Linked DNA regions of Mus musculus: regions 2, 3 and 4 are each linked to region 1. Evidence: chromatin contacts called from public Hi-C data. All regions are on one chromosome and are shown on one strand. The core of a region is the stretch at or near the end of the contact, and the rest is flanking DNA. Distances in the headings are between cores, read along the strand shown. Region 1 has its middle 68 kb from the start of Pou1f1. Region 2 overlaps Htr1f (5-hydroxytryptamine (serotonin) receptor 1F). Region 3 has its middle 32 kb from the start of Gm33971. Region 4 has its middle 14 kb from the start of 4930453N24Rik.

The links. A called contact is a pair of places that touch in the nucleus more often than the background predicts.
Region 2: a Hi-C map of bone marrow-derived macrophages shows a contact between it and region 1, with 14 read pairs. The contact joins two enhancer-like sites. A contact is called at or near these places in 7 of 39 promoter capture datasets (the C10 cell line, cranial neural crest, embryonic stem cells and 4 more) and 2 of 484 Hi-C or Micro-C datasets (bone marrow-derived macrophages and nephron progenitors).
Region 3: a Hi-C map of bone marrow-derived macrophages shows a contact between it and region 1, with 14 read pairs. The contact joins two enhancer-like sites. A contact is called at or near these places in 1 of 15 datasets of contacts at CTCF or cohesin (the NIH/3T3 cell line), 1 of 484 Hi-C or Micro-C datasets (bone marrow-derived macrophages) and 4 of 115 datasets of contacts at active chromatin or transcription factors (bone marrow-derived dendritic cells, bone marrow-derived macrophages, embryonic stem cells and 1 more).
Region 4: a contact with region 1 is called in a Hi-C map of bone marrow-derived macrophages, with 14 read pairs. The contact joins two enhancer-like sites. A contact is called at or near these places in 3 of 39 promoter capture datasets (the 3T3-L1 cell line, hippocampal neurons and pre-B cells), 7 of 484 Hi-C or Micro-C datasets (B cells, the G1E-ER4 cell line, the HPC-7 cell line and 3 more), 8 of 115 datasets of contacts at active chromatin or transcription factors (the 230-238 cell line, cardiomyocytes, embryonic basal ganglia and 3 more) and 3 of 9 other capture datasets (adipose tissue, embryonic stem cells and liver).

Annotation. Positions count from the first base shown.
Region 1 is chr16:65,449,473-65,455,699 of GRCm38.p6, forward strand. No RefSeq gene overlaps it. Among named protein-coding and RNA genes, the nearest start is that of Pou1f1, 68 kb to the right of the region's middle. Within about 2 kb of position 1,414, at least 27 of the 459 cell types and tissues checked have an H3K27ac peak or open chromatin away from gene starts, as enhancers often do. A contact at or near this core is called in bone marrow-derived macrophages, where this site is marked.
Region 2 is chr16:64,930,853-64,937,320 of GRCm38.p6, forward strand. All of the region lies in intron 2 of Htr1f (5-hydroxytryptamine (serotonin) receptor 1F), which reads right to left. Among named protein-coding and RNA genes, the nearest start is that of Gm33971, 60 kb to the left of the region's middle. Within about 2 kb of position 4,274, at least 12 of the 459 cell types and tissues checked have an H3K27ac peak or open chromatin away from gene starts, as enhancers often do. A contact at or near this core is called in bone marrow-derived macrophages, where this site is marked.
Region 3 is chr16:64,902,895-64,909,355 of GRCm38.p6, forward strand. No RefSeq gene overlaps it. Among named protein-coding and RNA genes, the nearest start is that of Gm33971, 32 kb to the left of the region's middle. Within about 2 kb of position 4,392, at least 7 of the 459 cell types and tissues checked have an H3K27ac peak or open chromatin away from gene starts, as enhancers often do. A contact at or near this core is called in bone marrow-derived macrophages, where this site is marked.
Region 4 is chr16:64,754,024-64,759,891 of GRCm38.p6, forward strand. No RefSeq gene overlaps it. Among named protein-coding and RNA genes, the nearest start is that of 4930453N24Rik, 14 kb to the right of the region's middle. Within about 2 kb of position 2,483, at least 43 of the 459 cell types and tissues checked have an H3K27ac peak or open chromatin away from gene starts, as enhancers often do. A contact at or near this core is called in bone marrow-derived macrophages, where this site is marked.

The DNA of each region.
Region 1 (6,227 bases), core at 164-2,663:
AAGAAGCCCTTTACTTCTGCTGCTCAGACAATTCACACAAGGTCACAGTTTTCAAGTGGCCACTACCTATATCATTTTTTTATTGGATCTCTCATTGGTAGGGTCATATTTTTTGTTTGTTTAGAAAGACATTTCTGGTCATATTAGCACCTGTGAGGACCAACAACTCAAACAAACAAATAGACCAAAAACTTATGATAAATGCTTAAGTTCCTGCTTCCTAGTAAGAGTCTATTTTAGAATTCAGTATTATGAGTTTTAGATCTAGAATTCAATAAAAAGTTGTTTTGATATTTTACAATTTACATTTACAAATGTTAAAACATAAAAAGTAAACTAGTAATCATAAAATCAGAAAATAAGGAAGCACTCACTCATGCATTGTTTGTTTTCATATCAAAACAATATTTTATCTAATTCTAAGCAGTGAAATAAATAGTAATATAAATTGTTTTCCCCTTTTACTTTTTAGAGTATAAGGTATTATTCAAATATTATGTGTTAATATCAAACAATTACCAGGAACTTGACTTGGATATTGGTCTTTGTTTCTTAACTAAATAGTGAATTTAGGGAAAATGAATGTAGGAAGAGGATTGCAGAGCATATTTTGAAGAGGGGTCTTCAGCAAATCATCACACAGAAGAACAGACATAATTTAGGAGATTTAACAAAAGGAACCCAAAGTACAGTTAAAAGCACCCGCTCGAGTTGGACACTGTGCCCCTTCTTAGAATTGGGAACAAAACACCCATGGAAGGAGTTACAGAGACAAAGTTTGGAGTTGTGACAAAAGGACTGCCATATCCAGGGATCCACCCCATAATCAGCTTCCAAACGCTGACACCATTGCATACACTAGCAAGATTTTGCTGAAAGGACCCAGATATAGCTGTCTCTTGTGAGACTATGCCGGGGCCTAGCAAACACATAAGTTGATGCTCACAGTCAGCTATTGGATGGATCACAGGGCTCCCAATGAAGGAGCTAGAGAAAGTACCCAAGGAGCTAAAGGGATCTGCAACCCTATAGGTGGAGCAACATTATGAACTAACCAGTACCCAGGAGCTCTTGACTCTAGCTGTATATGTATCAAAAGATGGCCTAGTCGGCCATCACTGGAAAGAGAGGCCCATTGGACAAGCAAACTTTATATGCCCCAGTACAGGGGAATGCCAGGGCCAAAAAAATGGGAATGGGTGGGTAGGGAAGTGGGGGAGAGGGTATGGGGGACTTTTGGGATAGCATTGGAAATGTAATTGAGGAAAATACGTAATAAAAAAAAATATTAAAAATTTTTAAAAAAAGCACCCACTTTTTTTGTTGAACTTCACTAAAAATAGTTTCAGGGCTGTATGAAATGGAAATCAAAACAGGAAGTGAGTCATGGATTGTGCAAACCAGGAATTCGGGACGCAGATTGAGTAGGTCATTCAGGGTCAGAAGCAGGGACAATCATATCAGGAGAGCCAATGGAAATGATTTAGGCGTTGAAAGTTTAACAAAACAAAAGGCCAAGGCTCAGAAAGGTAAAACGAAGCCATTGAAGTATTTAACAGGAAGTGTTTCCTAAGAAAACTTGCAGAGAAACTCCTTATCTGGTTCCATGGAGAATGCTGGCTAGAAGGGAGAGGATGGGAAAACAGGAAGAGGCAGTCCAGATGACTTGGAAGCAATGCATGCTGGTCTCATTCCACTGGATTTCTGCTCTCTTTCTTTCCTCAAGCTTTCTCCTCAGTCTGCCTCTTCACTGTGGAGGACACCAAGGCTCAGGGCATTCTCCTTTGTCTTTTTCCATGCTGTTTCAATAGTTATATCAATTTGAAATTATTTATTATTTTTTGCAATAGTTCTCAAGTGCATACTTCTAACTCAGACCTTCTACCCGAAGAGGCTCAAAGATAAAGCTCTATTTTAATTCCTCAATCTCTCTCTCTCTCTCTCTCTCTCTCTCTCTCTCTCTCTCTCTCTCTCTCTCTCTCTCTCCCTCTCTCTCTCTCTCTCCCTCTCTCTCTCTCTCAGGGGGTTCTGTCTGTCTGTCTGTCTGACTATATGTCTTCCAAATACCTGAAATTTTTTTGGAAATCCTACTGGCTCTGTTTTAAGATGTATTCAAAGTCCAAGCATCCCAGATCGCCACTGTTGATATCTCAGTGTGAGATCCACAGGAGCAATTCTCTGTTGCTGGTCTATCTGCTTTAGCCCCAATGACCAAGTCTAGGCGAGGAACCAAATGTAGTGTTTAAATATTTGTTATAACGTTATTCCACAAAACTCTCATATATTTATAGCTGTTGTGCATGTATGCCTGTGGAAGAGAGACAGGGGTACATGTAAGCTCATGTAGTGCACACACGGCACTACAGACATGTGGAGGACAGTTGACAACTTTTTAAGAGTTGCTCCTCCTTTTTCCCTTGCTTGAAGTAGGATCTCTCATTGTTTCTGCCATTGGACCATGAACTCCAGGCTAGCTGGCCTCAGAGCTCCTTGATGATTCTCTTATCCTTGGCCCCCGCAATGTTGATGTAGTGCTGGGGTGTGTGTTGTCACATCAGATTTTGCTGTGTCCTGGGATCTGAACTTTGACCGTCAGGCTTCTACTGTGATTACTTTTACCCTGGTCTCTGTTATCATCTTCCTTTGCATTGTGCTGATCACAGGCTAAGATCAAATTCCACAAAGGTCAACCTCCTGAAGAATGTCAGTTTCCATATTGCTCAGCATCCACTATCTTTCTCTGTATAGGAAATTACAATAAAGCTTAGTAACGGAGACATAAATACTTGTTTTCCTCATAGATTCTATGGCTTAGGTACATAGTTTCTCCTGGCGATACTGGTGGACATAAGATATAGCTCCAGTTCCCTTTGAACAGGCAGCTGAGAGGGTTCTTTTCCAGGATCATACCTATCTTTCTTTGGAGGACTCAAGTCCTTACTAACTTTGATAAAAAGTATTCTATTCTTCATTTCATGGTCCTCTTAGTAAAGTTCCATAAGGGTCCTCATGTTTGCCACTGACATGGCTTTCCCTGTTGATTCAAAAGCACATGAGGGGAGATGAAGCATTTAAGGAGTTTAGAGACTGACAAGTCAATCTTTCTACAAATGCAGCTTGAAAATGTCATAACTATAACTTTTGTTGTCTCTATAGACTATATACAAGTCACTAAGCATAGCTCATAGTGAACAGTGCAGGGGATAAAAACCTATTTCTGGAAAGGCAGAGGCCCAAATATGCTATGTGTAGTACCACTTAGCACTGTCCACTGTAACTATTCTACCTTTGGAAATAAAACGAAAACCTATAAAGTATCAGAATAAGAATTAAATAGATCACTGGGGATAGCAACAAAAAGGGCCAGTCTCATTGCTAGCTTTTGACTGTGTACTCATGCTTGCTGTCTGTGCCTGGTGTTGAGCACTGATAGATAAAGAATGCTTGGTCAGGAGCTGTGGAGTTGCTGTATGAGAGCATCCCACCATGAACTGAATATTACCCATGTACTAGGCTCTAAGGATGGTTGTGAGAAGCAGAATTGCTTCAGGAAATGAAAGTAGTGTATACAGTGTCTAATATATCCACAGGCTGAAATATTTTGTATACAGTATACTCATATTGCTAGAAGTCACTTTATTCTAGCCCTTTCTATTAGGGATATTATAAACTATATTGAAATATTGATGCTTACATTTTTGGTATTAATATTTTGTTATCTCTAATTTTAGACTCTCATAATATGTGTTAGAAATCTTTTTTAATTTACACGAGAAAAACCCAAGTGATACACTAAAAAAAAATGTTAATTATTAAAAGGTTAAACACACAGTGTGTTTCAGATCATGAGAGGCCTGAGAAAACAGATTCTTGTTCTGAGGAAGTCCAAGGCTCAATCACACTTGCTTTGTGTGTGTGTGTGTGTGTGTGTGTGTGTGTGTGTGTGTACAATACCCATTACTTCATCCCTTTTAAAAATGTCTAATCCAAACACATAAAACCAGAGACACTGAAAGTTATAGAGGAGAAAGTGGGGAAGAGCCTAGAAGATATGAGCACAGGGGGAAAATTCCTGAACAGAACACCAATGGCTTGTGCTATAAGATTAAGAATTAACAAATGGGATCTCATAAAATTGCAAAGCTTCTGTAAGGCAAAGGGCACTGTCAATAAGACAAAACAGCAACCAACAGATTTGGAAAAGATCTTTACCAATCCTAAATCTGATAGAGAGCTAATATCCAATATATACAAAGAACTCAAGAAGTTAGGCTCTAGAAAACCAAATAATCCTATTAAAAAGTAGGGTGCAGAGCTAAAAAAAAAAAAGAATTCTCAACTGAGGAATACCAAATGTCTGAGAAGCACCTAAAAATCTTTTCAACATCCTTAATCATCAGGGAAATGCAAATCAAAACAACCCTGAGATACCACCTCACACCAGTCAGAATGGTTAAGATCAAAAACTCAGTTGACAGCAGTTGCTGATGAGGATGTGGAGAAAGAGGAACACTCCTCCATTGCTGTTGGGATTGCAAGCTGGTACAACCACTCTGGAAATCAGTTTGGCAGTTCCTCAGAAAATTGTACATAGTACTGCTGGAAGGTTCAGCAATACCTCTCCTGGGTATATACCCAGAAGACGTTCCAACTGGTAATAAGGGCACATGTTCCACTATGTTCATAGCAGCCTTATTTATAAAGCCAGAAGCTGGAAAGAACCCAGATGTCCCTCAACAGAGGAATGGATACAGAAAATGTGGTACATTTACACAATGGAGTACTACATAGCTATTAAAAGCAATGAATTAATGAAATTCCTAGACAAATGGATGGAGTGGGTTGGTTGATGAGCAGGGGGAGTAGGGAGCAGATAGAGCATTTTCCAAGGGGAAACTAGGAAAGGGTGTTGTGGATAGTCCTGGAGCTAATTAAATTTGATGTTAATTCTGTTTTCTTAGTGAGGGGCTGAGAACAAGGAATGAGTCAGCACTCAGCTGATTTCCTGTAAACCTGCTTCCCACCTTAATTTGTAAAATAAAGGAGAGCTGATGATTGGGCAGATAAAAGGGTAGGTGGAGTGGAAGGGAGAGAGAGAGAGAGAGAGAGAGAGAGAGAGAGAGAACAGAAGAAGAAAATGGGAGAGGGAGAGGACATAGATGAGGAGGGGGAGGAAGAAGAAAAGCAGAACAGAAGCACACGGCCTGGAGAAACTGCAAGTTCTAAGGGGCCTCATAGATGTGGAAGATGGCAGTGTAGCGGTAGATCTGCCCAATCTAGGCACACAGCATGTATTTATATTAATTGAGTTGTGTTTTTATTGCCAGGGCATATTTGGGTTGGAGATTTACCTCAAGTGGAAGGGGAGAGCAGATAGGGGATTTTCAGAGGGGCAACTATGAAAGGGGATAACATTTGAAATGTAAATAAAGAAAATATCTAATAAAAAGAAAAAATTAAGTATAAAAAATAAAATAAAAATGTCTAATCAATTTGTAAGGCATTTATCATAACTAGTGACTAAAAGAACTACTTTCCTTTAGTTAACCAATAGTCAATAGTTCTGCACCATATCAGAAACTATGTCAAAATGGAAAGCTATCACATTAAGGTCTCATTCTGAAACAGTTCTAAAGGTCAGGAATGAAGGGAAATCTAGGTATCGGTGACATTTACCCCAGCTACTCCTGGTGCTGACCAATATACTCATGAAAAAAATTACCCTAAAGACTTTAACTCAACAAATCTGATCTGGACATAGCCCCTGCTCACCAAGTCTGCTAACAGTAGAAACTAGCACCAAATTCACAATGTGATCCTATTGCCCAGGTGAATTAGATTAGCACATGGTGACATATTTAGAAGAAAAGAGGTCCTCTGGGGTAATTCTTAGTACTTTCCATGTCACGTGACTACAGTCATTAGAAAACTACAACATCCCAATAATGCCTCAAACTGCCTACAAGGAAACAATTGAGAAATAACGATATTAAAGGTACTCTTCAAGAGAAGAGGGAATGTACTGTGGGTTGTTGAATGTTACACATCTCTATGTGAGTGTTCAAAGTATCAGAATGAGAGCTTATTATGCTTTGGACTCAATAATGTAAGACCCACTATTTGAAAAATTTCTAATTGGGTACGACTTAATGAGCACAGCAATCCTAGGAAAATAGCTCATATTATCTGATGTGATCTTGGCCAGATGGCATGAGCCAATAGTTTGA
Region 2 (6,468 bases), core at 3,024-5,523, 520 kb before region 1:
GTCACATGGTACATTAAAAACCTCCTAATTCACATAATATTTTCAATCTAATGGTTATTTACATTCTAGAGTTTGCTTTGTTTCTAATTTTACTGTCCTTAGGCTAAACTATCAGCTCTTAGGGAAATAGTTTAATTTATTTTCTTCTGTGAATAATTAATGAGGTCATACACAAATAGGTTTTTTTTAAAAATATTTTTTATCATTATGTATTTTCCTCAATTACATTTCCAATGCTATCTCAAAAGTCCCCCACACCCTCCTCCCCACTCCCTTACCCACCCATTCCCATTTTTGGGCCCTGGCATTCCCCTGTACTGGGGCATATAAAGTTTGTGTGTCCAATGGGCCTCTCTTTCCAGTGATGGCCAACTAGGCCATCTTTTGATACATATGCAGCTAGAGTCAAGAGCTCCGGGGTACTGGTTAGTTCATAATGTTGTTGCACCTACAGGGTTGCAGATCTCTTTAGCTCCTTGGATACTTTCTCTAGCTCCTCCATTGGGGGCCCTGTGCTCCATCCAATAGCTGACTGTGAGCATCTACTTATGTGTTTGCTAGGCCCCGGCCTAGTCTCACAAGAGACAGCTATATCAGGGTCCTTTCAGCAAAATCTTGCTAGTGTATGCAATGGTGTCATCATTTGGAGGCTAATTATAGAATGGATCTCTGGATATGGCAGTCTCTAGATGGTCCATCCTTTTGTCTCAGCTCCAAACTTTGTCTCTGTAACTCCTTCCATGGGTGATTGTTTCCAATTCTAAGAAGGGGCAACTTAAAGGGCCACAAATAGTTTTCATAATAGCATTATAAATAGGCAAGACTGTAAGGTCAAGTCTATCAAGACCTTATATGAAAACCTATATAAAAACCTACATATTGGATTAAATTAGTTTAATAATAACAATATTGTGCTATATTATTTTACACATATCAAGGCATTTATTTTCTTAAAGTTGCTCCATGAGATGAAAGCAGTCACTATGTTTCCTCATAAATTGGAAAACAAAGGCACAGAAACGTCACAAATATCCCTAAATTGAAAACACAGCTAACCTTAGATACGTACATTTGATTTGGAATGTCTGTAGAATCCAGGAATCTAGAATCATTGGTTTGGGGGAGCGGGGGGAGTGATCTTAAAGGAGGGGGAGGAAACACATGTTCTTAACTACCATTCTCTCCAAGAGAGATGCATTCCTCCACAGATCCATGCCACTCATGGGCTCTCTAAAGTATTTTTCTATAAAATAAAGGTTTTGCTATGTATCAGATGTGATTTCAAGTGGAAGGAAATATTCCATAGGATGAATGTTTAAAGTGTGGATATGGCCAGATTTCCATGAGTACTACATGCTGCTACATGAAATAGCAGCAATTACTCACACTGCTTTCTAAAATCTTTTACTGGCAGTACAACTCTGAGCCCTTACATCTGTGCATTTATTTTTCTGTTCCTATTTATTCCTTTAAGAACCATTTGGTGGGTTCTTTTTTATGTGGTGATTAGCCGTAAAAATCGCAATTAAACACTTTAAAGGTATGTATGCATATATGTATGTATGCATACATACATACATACACATATGTATGCACATGTATATATGTACATATGTGTATATGTATATATGTGTATATATAATATCTATTTATGGACATTCACACATTTAGGACATTTATAAAATAGTAGATTTCTAGATGGCTATTTCAAACCTCTTCAATGTTACTTATCTCTCTCTCAACCACCTCTGTCTTAAGCTCCCATTCCTCTCTAATTAATCCTCCTCCCCATTATTTCCCCCTTTACCTTCCTAGCAGCTGTGTTTTACTATTTGCCCTCCTTTAAGATCTCTCTCCTCTCCCCCAAAACCAAGGATCCCTTTCTGCATTCCTGGATTTTACAGATATTACAAATCAAATTACATATCAAATGTACATAGATTTGATGCTAACATACACATGAGTGAGAACCTTCAGTGTTTTTTTTTTTCTGGGTCTGAGTCATTTCAATCAGTACATCTTCCAGTTCCATCCATTTACCTTCAAAATTCATGATTCCATTTTTCTTTGAGACACATAAAACTTCCATTGTACATTGGTGCCACACTATATGATTCATATATGTATATGCAATTATATGCACATGCACACATGGTCTAATTCCAATCTTCTCATGCTTCCTGCTCGCCCCAAGTCAATGTATGAGGTCCAATACCCTGCAATATACAAGACTGAAAGGCTGAAGAGAAGGTGGACCTGGCAGAGGTGTAGTTGGCTATGCAGCATAGCAGTGCACGTGAAAACCACTGCATCTTTCCAGGCTGGCCTCTGGGGAGGACCTAGTTTGAGGATCTGTGGGGAAAGTCTTCTGAGGGTGCTTCCTTGACTTTAGGTGGCAGATTGAGGATAGGGTTTTACTTCCCTGTTCTTTATGTTTTAGCCTAGAAATTGATGTTAACTCTAAGACCTTAATTAAACTGCTTAATCCAATGGTATTCTCAGTGATTCATCTCCTAACCAGTCCCTGATTCAAGTGACCGTGCTTGGAGTGCTTATTTGAAATTAATTCTTCACCCTTCTTTTCTCTTTGTGCCTTATTATTAGAGAAAAGATGGTGATGTTTGAGGAGGATTTATGTAATCAACTGTAGCAGTGGCTTTGTTCCATATGGAAAAGTTTTCTCTACCTGTCAAGAGGCAAATGAGTCATGGTTAGTCATTTAACAATGACTCTCTCCCTAATAAATATGCCAGCCCATAAGACTGTGCTTTGAGAACACCGCTATTCTCTGCTGGTCATTGACACCAATTTGTTGATTCATCAGACAGATTTAGCCAAAATTTAAAAACATTTCTTTAATTATTTATTTGTGTGTATGTATATGCTTGTATATGTATGTATATGTATGGGAGCACACGTGGTAGATCGTGTACGTGGGTGCTAGGTAGACAACTTGTGGGAGTAGGTTCTCTATGTCTACTTCATGGGTCACAGGTTGTGAACTCAGGTGGCCAGGCTTCATTGCAGGTGCTTTGAGCCACTGAGCCATATCACCATCCCTTAATTTTAAAAATATTTAAATTGAAGATACCAATTGTGATCTTAGGAGGTATTTAACATAGATGCACATTACGTTGCTCAAATGTTCTGATTCTTACTTTCAGGGGACAGCTGCTCAGTCGTCTTGTTGACAGGGAGGGGGGATTAAATTGCAGCTATGTTAGGGAAAACTTCAGTGTAACTCTTAGATATGGGAAGCATTTGCTGCAGGAAAGGAAGCAAATAGGAATATTTCTGTACAGTACAGTGTGTACTGTTTCTTTGACTCTTGCTGAGACTCAGACAAGGAGGATGCCAAGCATGTGGGAGGGTGGAGGAGGAGGAGAAGAAAGTTATGGCAGAAGTAGGGGTGTGAAGACAATAAGAGCCTATGTTTATGTCTGAGACTGGAATGTCAAGGCAGTTGTTTTAGTCTTTTTTGTGCTCTTTTAAGAGAATGCTGCAGACTAGGTTATTTTAAATGGCTCTATGTCTATATCATCTTTATCTATCTATCTATCTATCTATCTATCTATCTATCTATCTATCTATCAATTATCTATATACCAATCATTTCTCTATGTATCTATCATCTATCTCCATCCATCTGTGTATCTAGTGTAGATTTATCTCTCTCTATCATATCTATTTATGTCTATCATCTCTTTATGTATCTATCTACCTACCTACCTATTATCTATCTATCTATCTATCTATCTATCTATCTATCTATCTATCTATCAATCATCTCTCTATGTGTCTATCATCTATCTCCATCTATCTATCTGTGTATCTAGTGTTGATCTGTATCTATCTATCTATCTATCTATCTATCTATCTATCTATCTATCTATCATCTATCATCTCTCTATGTATCTATCATCTATCTATCTCCATCTATCTATCTGTGTATCTAGTGTTGATCTGTCTCTATCTATCTATCTATCTATCTATCTATCTATCTATCTATCTATCTATCTACCTATCATCTGGGGAGTCTAAAAGCAAGGGACTGTTACCCTTTCAAGAGCCTTTTACTGCATTGCCCCCACATGGCCAAAGATAGACAAAAAAGAGGAAGGGTGTAAAATTCACTTCTGTTATGAAATACACTTGCAACAGGGACACTAATTCATGAAAGTAGAAAAATGACAACTAACACACTGCTGTGGAGAAGCCCCACCTCCCAGCACTGTTACACTGGGACTTAAGTTTCTACAGTAGAAACTTTGTGACATTCATTCAAACCATAGCAGTATGAAGTACCACACTGGGAGAGGAACCCCGGATCCAACAGAATGTCCTTAACCATCCTGCTTCCTCATTTATTAATATGAACTCAGGAAAATGGCTTTCAAAGACCAAGTTTCATTATTATAATGCAGAGATAATAAAAGTCACACAGCAAGAAGTGTTGCTAAAGATTTATTATAAATGCTTAGCTATCACTCCCTTAGTATACTTCATGTGGTAAGGGGCTTACTCGTTACTGTTCAGATCTTTGCTCTGGAAATAAACACAGATACATCTTGACCTACTCTGTAGAGAGGGTGGACTTCTATTCTTTTTATGTGAGAATAAAGTTTCTTGTGTTTTACATAACTATCATGGCAAATTATTTTGTAAATATCACATGCTTAGCATTCAGTGGATGGAGTTTCCTTCACTTATGAAAGAGAATTTAAAAAAAAAAGATCTATTATGGTTATGATAAGGGAAGCAAGTGTGGTATGGCAAGACGGCATGAGCTCTCCCATACAGGAAGCTTTAAAGAAGTCCATCTTGGAGCTGGGTGCGGTGGCACATGCCTTTAATATCTACACTCTGGAGGCAGAGGCAGGCAGATCTCTGTGAGTTCAAGGTCAGCGTGGTCCTCAAAGAGAGTTTCAGAACAGCCAGGGCTGTTACATACAGAAATCCTACCTCACCTGTGCCCCCCTCCCCAAAGTCCATTTTGTAGAAGTTGAGTGTAGAATGGTGAACACCAGAGGTCAGTGAGAGTAGATGGTGAGAGGGTAAGGGAACATTGGCAACTAGTTACTATGTTACAGTTAGAAAAATCAAGAAGTTCTACCACATTATTTCAAAGCAGGTTAATAGGTAACAGTAATGTACTTAATGTATTTAATTTTTGGCATTTTGTACTAAATCTTTGCCGGTCCCATGTCTTCAACGTGTCTTGCAAAAGTGACTACTCATAGGTTTGTTCTAAAATATCATCATTATCTTGTGATCCTGGCATATGCCAATTGATTTTATTTTAAGGGATACCATATATTATCAAAATGCTTTTTGTGTCTATGCAAGGCCTAATATGAAATAACACATATCCTCCTAAATTTACTGTGGTCTTATCTGACCTGCTTCAGTCTTATACTTTCCATTGTTTTATTTATAATTTGGTATTTTTCTTTTGGGTAGAAGTTAACTTTATACACATACATACATATATATGTATATACACATATATGCACATGTATATATACACACACACACATAGGTAAAGGGGGCACAGGAAATGACTACCAAACAGATGTCAGAACATCTTTTTAAAGACCACATAATGGAGCATATTTGCATGGAAATGTATTACTAGCCAGACCTTCTGTAAGTTCAAGTTATTAATTGGATTGAAGTGAGCTTATAAAGGGCATGGCTGCTTATCAAAAATAAAATCCAATCAATCCAGTTTGAGACAAGGAGGACAAAACCAAGTGACTCCATTACAGAGAGTCATGGGCATCCAGAGGGGTCATCAAGGAGCTGAGGAGGAGACTGGAAAGGCTGGGCATCCTATGGTAGTTTTCATCTCAGTGGCCTCTGCCAAGTTCATTTCTCTTTGATCGTTTCTCTTTACTAATTATCTCTGTTTGCATGCCAATTAATTTGAAGTGCTAGCCACAAAGTTGCACAATTCTGAGTTTTTTGTTTGTGTTTGCTTTTTGTTTTTGTACTGGTGACTAAATTCTGGCTTCACAAGTGCTAGAGAAGTACTCTACCACAGATGCCCATCTCCAGCCCCGAGAGAAGAATTTGCATGGGCTTTGAGTAAGGTATTTTCAAACGTTCTCAGAAATGTGGAATCAGCACTATAGGGAGAGAATTATGTGTGAGGGAATTAGGTAGAGAGACAGAGAGTAGGTAATATGAATTTCAGAGAAGGAACAATTGCTTCCAATTATGTTTAATGAATATAAATATTTAGTATCAATATTATTGATTAATTCCCATTAATTATTTTTAAAATGTTTAAACATTTTCTTTTCTTTATGCTTGTGTGTATGGTTTGGGGAGGCATAATTTTTAGAAGGGATGCTTTAAAAAGTCATATACTATTGTTTTATAAGCTTCACACACACACACACACACACACACACACACACACACACGCACACACACACACACACACGTTGCATGCACAAGCTTTAT
Region 3 (6,461 bases), core at 3,142-5,641, 540 kb before region 1:
TCTCCATTCACACTGCAACCAACCCAATCCGGGAAACCTTCCCCAGAAGCAGCGTGTTTAGTCACACACTCTGCTACACCATTTGCCCTTGCCTGTCCCGTTTCTTCCTAATGCTTTGTGCTATGAAAAGTGAGTATAAAGGTCCTTTGGTGAATAAAGACAGCTTGGTGGTTATCTTCAGAAAACCACCTTGTGTTTGAATCGCACCTACCTGCTTCTCGTCCTGTACCACGGTTTATACTTGACAGTGTGACTGGCATCCACGCCACAATTCCTCAGATGAGAGGATCTGGCCAGCAGTTGCTCAAAGATTAATAAAGCAAGCTTGTCATGTCAAGAAGAATAACTGACAACGTTTGTTGCCGATACCAAATTCTAGTCTTTTGCAATAGAGGGGCCAGGAGCCCTGCATGGGACTTGATTTTTAAGACTTTTCTAAAGTAAATTTTCTATAAGGCTATCTGGTCAGGGGCTGGAAGGTCAGGGCCTCTCCTGAGGGACTCTTCCTAAAGGGCATCAATGATCTTTTATGATTCTCTCTACTTCCTTTAACGTGGGATTTTAGTATTAAGAACTAGACTTTGAATGTTTGATTTAGCAATTTTATTATTTTACCAGCAAGGGGCAGCAAATAACAGTGCTTGCTTGCAGAATTAAAGTATTACTTTAATACTTAAATACTTCTTTCCCCGTTTCCCCTTCTCTATCCTCCTCCCTCTGTCCTTCCCCTCCCCCACTTTTTCTTCCTCCTTTTTTTTTCTTCTTCATTTCCTCAATGTGCCAATGTGCCTCTGATTTTCCTGCTGTTTTCTGTTTGGCTTTCCTGTTCCTTCTAGTGATGTTAAAGTGATGAGAAAGACAACAATGTTCAAGGGAGGAAAAGACTATATGGAAACACTTTTTAAAATGCCCCACTCTGTGGGGCATGAAAAGAGATTTGAGTTGACAAATGATGACTTAGAAATTCTAAGTTGAGTCTTAGTGGGTGCCACATAGCATCATTAAAATCAGCTAGAGTCTTGTAACAGTCAAGAATAGTTGACAAATGCACTTGGCCCCCAAACTGCATTTCTTTTAAAACATGGATTTCCCATTTGAGGGTTAGCTGTCTAACTGTTTTTTTTTTTTCCCCCCTGAGACAGGGTTTCTCTGTTTAGCCCTGGCTGTCCTGGAACTCACTTTGTAGACCAGGCTGGTCTCGAACTCAGAAATCTGCCTGCCTCTGCCTCCCAAGTGCTGGGATTAAAGGCATGTGCCACCACCGCCCAGCTTTCATTTTGTTTCATGTTGATGAGTATGTATAGACCGCCCACTGGAAGCGGGCACTACTACAATGCCAGACCAGTGTGAACCAAAATCAGTACAACACTGTTTGGTTTATAGTGGGAAGCGCACACAAAGAACAACACGGTGTGTTAAAGAAAAGGAGGCGTTACGGCCCTGAGACTGAGCAGAGAGTAAGTTCATAAGCAGAAGAGTAGGTGAGGTCCAGCTCTGGCAAGATGTCACTGGAAAGTTCTGAGTCTTTCCCTGTGTTTTATTTTTTGTTTGTTTGTTTTTTGGTTTTGTTTTTTGTTTTCTTTTTCTTTTTTCTTGGGGCAAGTGATACTGTGGGAAATGTAACTGTAAGGGTTGGATAATCGCTGAAGGAAGGCCTCCAAACTCAGAGTGTTTATTCTGTAGAAACAACCAGCACGCGGGGGTCAACTACTCTTTGAAATGGTGACCCCAGACAAAGGCATGCAGTCTGTCTTGTCTTGTCTTTTCCCTTTTCCCGTTCCCTTTCCCTTTTCCTTTCCCCTTTCCCCTTTCCTTTCCCCCTTCCCTTTCCCTTTCCCTTTCCCTTTCCCTTTCCCTTTCCCTTTCCCTTTCTTTCTTTCTTTCTTTCTTTCTTTCTTTCTTAAGATTTCTTTATTTATGTTATGTATACACTGTTGTTCTCTTCATGTATACCAGGAGAGGGCATCGCATCCCATCACAGATGGTTGTGAGCCACCATGTGGTTGTTGGGGATTGAACTCAGGACCTCTGGAAGAGCAGTCAGTACTCTTAACTACTAAGCCATCACTCCAGACCCATGCAGGCCTTCTTATAGGGAGCCGAGGGAACTCTCTAGAAGGATTAAGTAATCTAAAATGTCATTGGTGGGTGCTAGGGATCACAGGTGGCCAGTGCTCTGCATTCCTATGTCATGAACTTTAACCATAGGATGAGATAGGGCTCCTCACTGCAGATGGTCCATTCTGAGATAAGGTGTTTCCCCGTTTTTGTGGTTTTCTCCAGGCTGTTCTTTGGGAGGGGGTTTTATGATCTTGTTTTGGATTTTATGGTGTGTCCCTGGGGCTGGTGTCTTATGGTCTAGTTTCTGGAACGTATGGTCTGTTCCTGGAGTTGGTGCCTTTTTTCAAAATCAGGCCTGGTCCTTCAATGGAGATAGAAAGGATCCGTAAGTGGAGACAAATAGGGTTTACGTTGTCCTTATGTACTTTTCTTGTATCTGGGTGACATTTTTATTTCTGTCTGAAGGCATAAGCTATTATTATTTTTGTTTTAGAGAAATTTTGTTCTAGGTTTTCTGATTGCCACACATTTAAGATCTACTTTCCCTAAAAATTTTCCTTCTAGGTTTGGGAAAAGGCTCTTTATTTTATTTTATTTTATTTTATTTTTTTCATTATTTGACCTGCTTCAGTATAGGGGTACTCTTTGAAAGGTAGCTCACTTCATATGGTGCCCAGAGATTCTCTTCTCATTCAGACATCAGGCTCAAGGCGTAGTTGTAACCAGGTTGTGACCTGGTGTAGTGACTTTTCCTTGTGTCTTGAATGGCTCTTCCAGGGCAACCACTGTGTGTGCCCTTTACCCGCCTCAATCTGGCTCCTGCTCAGACCTCTGTGCCCTTTCATGCTGTTGTAGGCCAGAAGACTCACTGGGGCTGCGTCAGATTTTGTTTCCTTTAACACATCACACAGCTGTATTTCAGCCTTCACATTCTTCCTTAAATAAAAAATTCTGTATAATACAAGATTTTTAGGTGCTCAGGGTCTCAGAAAAAAAAGAGGCTCAGAAACTCCATTTTCACGCTCTGCAATCCCTTCAGGAGTTTTCCATCCACACTTCAATCTTGACTGCCCAATTGTTGAAGAATGTGAAGGAGACAAATATTCCTTTGCATTTCTTCTGTGTTATTCCTGCATCGCGATTTTTTTTTTAAACTTGAAAAGACAATGTTTGCATCAATGTTTGCATTTATTCTGGGGAAATTCTCTTGGCAGAAGGCTGGCCAGCAAATGAAAATGGAATGAGGTGGTGATGAAGAGGAGAATTAGATTGCATAGGTATCAAATGGTTATTTGAAAATTACAGCCAGGGCTGGAAAGGATGGCTCAGCAGTTTAGAGCACTGACTGCTCTCCCAGAGGTTCTGAGTTCAATTCCCAGCAAGCACATGTTGGCTCACAACCATCTGTCATGGAATCCAATGCCCTCTTCTGGTGTGTCTGAAGATAGCAAAAATGTACTTACATAAACAAATAAATAAATCTTTAAAAAGATCACAACCTAATCAAATTTTAACTTCTATCCCCACTACATCATTAACTTCCTTCTATTTCTAAACTACTAAAAGGAGGGAGGTCTTCATTTCTTTTTTTTTTTTTTTTTTTTTTAAAGATTTTATTTATTTACTTATTATATGTAAGTACACTGTAGCTGTCTTCAGACACTCCAGAAGAGGGCGTCAGATCTCTTTACGGATGGTTGTGAGCCACCATGTGGTTGCTGGGATTTGAACTTCCGACCTTCGGAAGAGCAGTCGGGTGCTCTTACCCACTGAGCCATCTCACCAGCCCGAGGTCTTCATTTCTTAATCACCGAACAGCCAGTGTTTCTGAGTCACAGGACATCAATGTAGCAGAAAAAGAGAATTTGCAGTTTTGTGAATATTTTTGCTTCAAGTTCATAAATACACATCTGGATTTTAACAGTATCTCCTGCCACAGGATAAGGGCTCCTGTCAGCAATTTGCCACACATTCAAAGGTGTCTCCATAGTATTACAATAGAAACATTCTTATTTACGAGTAAACAGACTGTATTCTTGTTATTCTTTTTCTGTGTTTAGACATGTTTAGACGTCAGCTTATCACTGTGTCACAGTTGCCTATATATAGTTCTCACACTGTGCATGTTTTGTAGTTTAAAAGCAGTAGGTTGTACCACATGGCCTGTGTATACAGTAGGATATACCACTGTATGTTGTATGTTGTGTATGTTGGTGCATTCTGATAGCTTTGTGACGAAATTGTTCCTATCTTACCTAGAATATTTCCTCTCTGTTAAACAAACAGTGAATGTCTTCATAAGGAGGAATGTTTTCCTGAATTTCACTGTGAGATTTAGATTCGTCTATAGAGGGCGGCAAACAGCAGCTTAATTCCCCACTCAGTGCCTAAACCTTAAAGTATTAATGTTCCCATTATCTTAAATCAACAAGAAAGATTTCCTTAACTTAATGAAGGCTTTTTTTGTTTGTTTGTTTCTTCTTGGTATGATTGCTTTTTGTTACAGATAAAAATAAGTGTGAGACCAACAGGGAAAATAAAGTTGCTAAACTTATGTTTGTAGCTTCTTTCCCCTGAAATTTCTAGAGCTTTCTTCCAGAGAAATAGAGCTTGCTGTCTCTGCTGAGTACGAGACAATCTGGTTCCCCTCATGGACTGTCACATTAGTTCAACACTCACAATTATATTCTTCTCCCCCCTCCCCGAGGAAACAATTACTCAGCTTTCCAAGTTCCTACTTCTGTTCTCTTCCTCCAATTGTGATCTTTAAACAATAGCTGCGGTTTCCATGGTTACTTTATCATCCACAAATAGAGCAACTGAGTCACAATTACCTAAAATCAAGCTGCCTGTGAAAAAGAGTAATTTCTGTCATAGGATGGTTCACTTTGTTTCCCTGGTTTTGATTTTGAGAGTCAGGTTCTGGTTGTGAGACCCAGGGTGGCCTTGAACTCACTATGCAGCCCAGGTTAGCCTTGACCCACCTCAGGCTCCCAGGGCTTGGATTAAGGCATGTGCCACCACACTTGGAGGCAGGATGATATTTCTTTATCACCTCATAAGAATGTAAAAAAAAAGTCATGATTTAGAATACTCACATTTGTGCACTCTTAGATTATGTCCTTCCTTTCAGAAAGAAACCTCTACCTGTAAGCAATCCAGTTCACTCTTGCTCACACATACTACTCAATCCATATCAGCTTTCTCTCTATATGAATGCTTTTCTTTACACAGATTTCTTTTAAAAATTAAATTATGCAACATATAAGCATGGGTGATAGATTTTTTCCATATTTGACTGTCTTATAACATTCATTCATGTGAAGGCATTTATCATTTTCTTTTTATTAATTTAATTTTTAGGCAGTGCACAGTTTCATCTATGCACTCAATGTATTCTGATTGCTTTTCCTTCTGTTTCTTTGTATTTCTCTTACACCCTTATTAACCTCTGCTTGTCCCTACTTGTCCCTTTCCCAGTCATGGCTGCTGATTTTGTTGTGTGGCCCATTTAATTAAATCATCTGCTATCTGCTAACCTCTTGAGTAGAACTATCTGTTGGAGCCCAGTGGGGTCACCAATGGGTACATCACTAAAGCAATGACTCCTCGTTTTCCTGAATCTATTCATATAACACAGTTGAGCAATGATGGAGAAACCCCTAAGTCTGTGCGGAGGCTCTGCCTGGCTGTTGATGGCCCATTTTTGTGTAGATCCAGTGTAGCAAGATGGTATTTTTTTTTTAAAGCAAATTTTCTTTAAGCAAAGGTTGTGCATTAGATAATTAATCTTGATTGTCAGCTTGACTACATCTGGACTCAACTAAAACCCAAAAGCCTATTGGTCAATGGGCGCCAGGGGAATAAAGGGAGTAGAAGAAAACCCGAGGTCCTCCAGAGTTCTGCTGCTCTGGGCGGGCAGACATGGAAGACTGCCCCGCACTTTCCACTTGGCCCTGGGTATGTGTGTGGGTGTCTGGCTGTGTAAAGCCACTGAACCCCAGCTAGGTGGGTGGTGGACAAGGGGCAATCCTAGGTACCAGGTCCTCAGTCTCGGGCATCCCAGACACCACTGGACACCTCGGAAGAGCTGAGAACAAATGGGGAGCCCGAGGGGCGGCTAAATCAAAGGGAGAAGAGCGCAGGGGGAGAGGGGTGTGCTGGATAGTTCCCACGTGGGTGAGAGTCCTTGGTCAGGTCTGTTACTGGAACACAGGAAGGCCTTCCAGTGGGAGGTTAGACACGGCTCATTAGGGGAAAGCCTATCCCATCGTTCAAGCATGATGTGCCTTGATGAGCAGAGACAGTCTATGGTTTTAGAGCTTTATTGTAGAAAGGCAGGGAGAAAGAGAGAAGGTAGATAGAGAGACTCCAGCCGTGGTCATGTGGAGAGAAGGGGG
Region 4 (5,868 bases), core at 1,233-3,732, 690 kb before region 1:
GGATGCCCTTCTCCTGCCTGGCCCACAAGAATCCTGTGACTTCTCCTTAGTGATGATTAAAATCTGCTTTCTAAGTCATGAGCTCAGCTACTAAAATTCATTGTAGGCATCCCATGGGGCCTCCCACCCAGTCTCCTCAAGTGGCTATCCCACAGCCCCTCCCTCCTCTGCCCCAGGATGGGAAAGTCATCACAGCCATTGTCAACCCTTGTCATGGGCCAATCATTCAAAACAGACTTGGGGTTGGGAAGGTGAGGGAGGGAGAGAGGTAGCAAGAAGCCTTAGCAGGAAAAGACGTCTGCTGTCAGGATCCACGACCTGATTGTAATCTCAGATACCACTTTGAAAGAAACCACTCCTGAAAGCTGTCCTCTGACCTACACACACACACACGTACAATTTTAAATTTTACATAATTAATTTTTAAATTTTAAAAAAAGATTTAGTTATTGTTATATGTAAGTGCACTATAGCTGTCTTCAGACACACCAGAAGAGGGAATCAGATCTCATTACAGATGGTTGTGAGCCACCATGTGGTTGCTGGGATTTGAACTCAGGACCTTTGGAAGATGAATCAGTGCTCTTAACCACTGAACTATCTCACCAGCCCCTTATATAATTAATTAATTAATTAATTAATTAATATAAAAATTGTTTAATAAAGCAGAACATGGGGTCTCTTGTTTTGTGGTGCTATGCTGGAGTTGGAGTGCATATGCAGACCGACAAGTGCTCTGCTGCTAACTTGCAACTCTTTGAGACAGGACTTCAAAACTATCACAAACTTCAGGACCTTCAGACAGATGTATTTTTTTGTTGGATGACCAATAGGAAGCCAATCCTTTGATGTGGACAGAAAACACTCGGAGAACTGACTTGGCCACAAGATGTCAGTAAATTTCCACATTCTGCTTTGCAATGCTGCGAAGGGGGCTTTCCTTCCAGATGATGCTAAGAGGCATCCTAGACATCTGGTGCTGAGCAAGGAAAGGATAAAGGGCTCTAATTCTTCTTAATACTAAGTGAAAAACTGTGAGCAACCAAGAAGGGATGCAGATGCAAAGAAGAAGCCATCTGCAATATATCTCATGCTATCTGGACCTTTATAAATTTGTTTCTAGTAAAATGGAATCTAGTCTACATGTTTAAATAATTAAAATTTGATGATTTAAAGTTAATACTCAAGAGTGGAAAAACTAGAATTTTTATCAAAATCCTCAGGAAATCAGTAACTTGTGTCAGCAGGACAAATCCATTAATTGGAACAAATTTACTTTAGAAAATAAAATATATCTTCTCATTCAAAATTGACTAAGAAAACCCTAATTTGTTTATATTATAACCCTTCACTTAATCTTTAAATTTTACCTATTCGGGGGAGGGGGGTTGTTTACAGTTTCAGAGGCAAAAGTCAGCATTTGGATGGCTCTAGTGCACAGGCCAGTGATGAGGCAGAACATCTATGGTGGGAAGTAAATAACAGATCAAAGCTATCACATCATGACCAGAAAACATAGAGAGAGCTCACTTTTATAGGCCTTTTTCCTAGAACTCACTAAGCCATGAGTCCAAACATAAATTAGTCCATTCATGAGATCAGAATCTTCACAAGAGCCCAAACTTTGGCCATTTTTTTCATAGTAGACATTAGGAGATATTGACAATCTAAGCCATAATCTTCCACCCCAATTTAAAAAGGCTCGCATACCTCTCACAATACAAGATACCTTCAGTCTATCTGCAATTGTTTTCCTTGACTTGGTACCAGCATTGCTCAAAAGTCTGAAGTCTTCTGAAACATTGGCAAATTTTCTCTCCTCTATTTTTTTAAGTTACCACACAAAGGCATGCATTTATTTCCTTATAGAATCTTCATACATGTATGTCATTGAACTGTGTTCTGATCCCTCTCCTCCAGTGCCCCTACTCTCATGTCGAGGAAGTGGTCCCCTGCCTCCCACTAAGAGGTTCTGCTCTTCTGTCATTAGCATCACATTACTCTCTTTTGTCCCCCTTCATCTCTTGCTTAGCTTTGAGATCTCTTCCTCTCATCCCATGGTCCCCTTTCAGACACACATGCAGTGAGGAAGGCAGAGAGAGAGATAGAGAATGAAATTGTACATATGAGAAAAAAATGGCATATTTGTCTTTCTGAAGCTGGCTCATTTTACTTAATGTAATGATCTCCAGTTGCACCTGTTTTTCTGCCAATCTCCTGCATGATCTAAAATGTTTTCATGGCTTCATAAAACTTCATTGTGCATACGTATACGTATTTTCTTTATCCATTCATCTGCTGGTAATATATAATCCTGTTCCATTTCTTTGGTAATGAGAATAGTCAGAAATAGGCATGGACCAGCAATATTTCTGTGGTACGTTGACTTAGAGTCTTTTGGGTATTTATATGTAGGAGCTGAATAGCTTAGTCATGTAGTCGTTATTTTTAGTATTTTGAGGAACCTACACCGACTTCCCTAGTGGCTACACCAGTTTTCATTCCTATTTACCCACGTGGATGCTGTCACCATTAGAGGTAGCTCAGTTACTCATGGTGGCATATGAGATTTATTGGGTATTACTGCGATCAGATGGTTGATTATATATTCCCCCAATACCCATGAAAAACAAAAGTCACGATATCAGAGTGTAGACTAAATTCTTAGGAAAGAAAGAGAGGAATGATGGGAATGATGTCAATAATCAAGAAAGAGGTGAGGGGGGCCATGGTGGCACACAACTTTAAACCCACCATGCAGGAGGCAGGAGCAGGAGCATCTCTGTGAGTTTGAGGCTAGCCTGGTCTACAAAGTGAGTTGCAAGTTCTAGGACAGCCAGGGATACACAGTGAAACCCTGTCTTTTCGGGGGTAGGGGGGAGGCTCAAAGAACAAAACATAAACTTTTTAAAAAATGTAAAACTGCAATTCTTAGTCTTTGTTGGGAAGAAAACCCCGAAGCCCCAAATACGAAACAAGTCAGGACAGTACAATTGGCCTTGGTGACAGCAGACTGGAGGGTCTAGTAACAGGAAATAGAACACACACACACACACACATCTGTTCTGGCAACCTTAAATTTGGTGGTGGAAGTCGGTCTGTGCGCCCCTCATCCTGGATGGAGGATCAGAACTCGAGACATCCACTTCATCAGTCCTCACATCAGAGACTGCTGTGGGAAGGCCCAGTGTCTGACAGTGAGCGATGCTGGAGAACAATCCTGAGACACCCCACAGACTGTCAAGGTGGAAAAGAGCTAAAGCAAACTAAGACAAGAGGACACGGGGGCTGGGTGTAAAGCTTCTTCAACCCTTTTTTCTCGCTCAGTCATTGAGGTCAGAGGTACAGGTCTGCTCATGTCACGGGCAACCGTGTTGAGGAGTGGCAGTTCTAGAGTAGGTATGTCTCTGTGGGCATAGACTTAAGACCCTCAGTCTAGCTGCCTGGATGCCAGTCTTCTCCTAACAGCCTTCAGATGAAGATGTACAACTCTCAGTTCTTCCTGTACCATGCCTTGATGATAATGGACTGAACCTCTGAACCTGTAAGCCAACCCCAGTTAAATGTCCTCAAAAGAGTTGCCTTGGTCATGGTATCTGTTCACAGCAGTAAAACCCTGACGAAGACAGCCTCCTTTCTGTATGGAGCAGCTTATTGGACGGCCAGGGTCTGAAAGCAGGAAGAGTTCTGGCTCACTCAGTCAGCATGCCCTGCTGCAGAAAGGGATGTAATCAAGTGACACCCTTTAACTAGTTGTGCCACACCTGAGTGCATGCGGCCAGAGGCCTCTTGAGCAAGTGGAAACACGCCTAGTTCATGGGCCTTTGAAGGCTTGAAGAGTTGGCAGTTATTCCTGGAATGCAAAGAAGGCTTCTAGAGTGAATGCCGTCCTGCCGCTGACAATATACGTTCCAAAACAAACTACTATTGTGTGTTCAGTGGTGTGTGTGTGTCCATGTGTCTGTCTCTCTGTCACTCTGTGTGTGTGTGTGTGTGTGTGTGTGTGTGTGTGTGTGTGTGTGTGAGAGAGAGAGAGAGAGAGAGAGAGAGAGAGAGAGGATGTGGTTTTAAAAGAGAGAGAGAGAGAGAATGTGGTTTTAAATAAACCCCAACAGTTTCTGCAGTACACAAAACACCAAGATGATGGTGAAGAGACCAGAAGAAGATATCAGGTTCCCTGGAGCTACAGTGGTAGGCAATTTTGAAAGCTAGGAACCAAACTCTAGTCCTTCACACGAGCCTCAAATGCTCTTAACTACTGAGCCACCTCTCTGGCTCCTCCTTTCTCATTTTCACTCAATCCAAGATTCCAGCCATGATAGGTAGTCAAATTATTAGCTAACTAGCCAGACAATACATTTAATAAAAAGAAGTCAATGGACAGCAGAAGCTGCTGCAACATGGCTGATCTGTCAGTCGCTCCAACGGCCCTGAAATAACAAACTGCTGGCCTCTCGGAAGTCTTCTGGAGTCAGGTTTCTCAGGTAACTCTATAAAGTTTGGCTTTCTTAGTAATCAATCTATGTAAATATTTTTTACTACAGGCCGTCTCTTTCAATAATATGGTCACCTATGTACAGGAAAAGAAACAAATCTATCCATAGATAGCCTTAGATGGTCTCTCAGTCTGCCTGTCAGTTAGCTCCAGAGAGTACTCTTTCTTAACAGCCACAGTATTTGGATGTGGTTTTAAATAAACCCCAACAGTTTCTGCAGTAGGCAAACCACCGAGATGACGGTGAAGAGATAAGCAGCTCTGTAGAACTGAACTGTTTGTACAAGAGCCACATAACCTCATAGTCTTAAAATAACCGGCTCTTCAAGACAGCACTTTGTTCATTCATGTGCCACTTACACAAGGTATCTAAGAGTGGAGAAAATCCTTCACTAAATATTTTCCCCAAATATTCTGTAATATATTTGTAATACTCAAAATATTTCCCCAAAGAAATGTGTTCAGTCTCTACCCTGATCCTTCCCTCTATAAACAGGTAGTGGGGGGCGGGAGTATGACTTCCTGCCTAGTTTTTCCTCCAGCATTGTAACTCAAGAAAACCAAATTTACTTCTATTCACTTCAACAATGAGCCACTATGCTGACCTTCTATATCCGCAGTTACCCACCCTTTTAAGAAAGGGAAGTGCTGGTTGGTTTTATTTACCTATCATCTTCAGGATTGCTGAAGCCTGCATTGTATCATTAGAGAAAGGTCATGGTCCTACGGGACCATGGGCCATTTTAGTCTACACTAAAACATATTTCCTTTTACATAGTCTTGTTTTCTATACTTCTGTGTTCTCAAAGAAAAGTGGAACAGGAAATTTAAGTCTTTTTATTCTCATGTGTAACATACTCATGTCAAATAATGACTCATCTCAGGAATGTTGTTGGAAATTTTGAAGGACCTCAAGAACACAAGTCAGGACTGCTCTTCCACACTGGCTCTCAGTAATGCTATGTCCTAAAGGCTTCTTTGTATGTGTACTAGTGTATGTGTGTATTTGTGTCATGTGCCTGTCCTGTGGTCATGGAAGCCAAAAGAGGACATCAGGTCTCCTGAAACATGAGTGCTAAGAATCCATATCCTGTTGTAGCAGCAAGAGCTCTGAACTCCCGAGCTACCTCTTTTGCCTTCACTGTTTTCTTGATGATAAAACAGCTCCAATAGTTTCTGCTTTCCCTAATAAACTTCTAGCAAGTAACTTATGGCTTACTAAAATTCTGTAAGATGCTTCTAAATTTTGTTTCATCTACCTGGCATGGTGCCCGAGAAAATAATTACCTGTTGAAATTAATTTACCAGTGAAGTCAATGTGCTTTAAAAATAAAGCAGCTGGAGGATGTGGAAGAATGATGAGACATGTCATC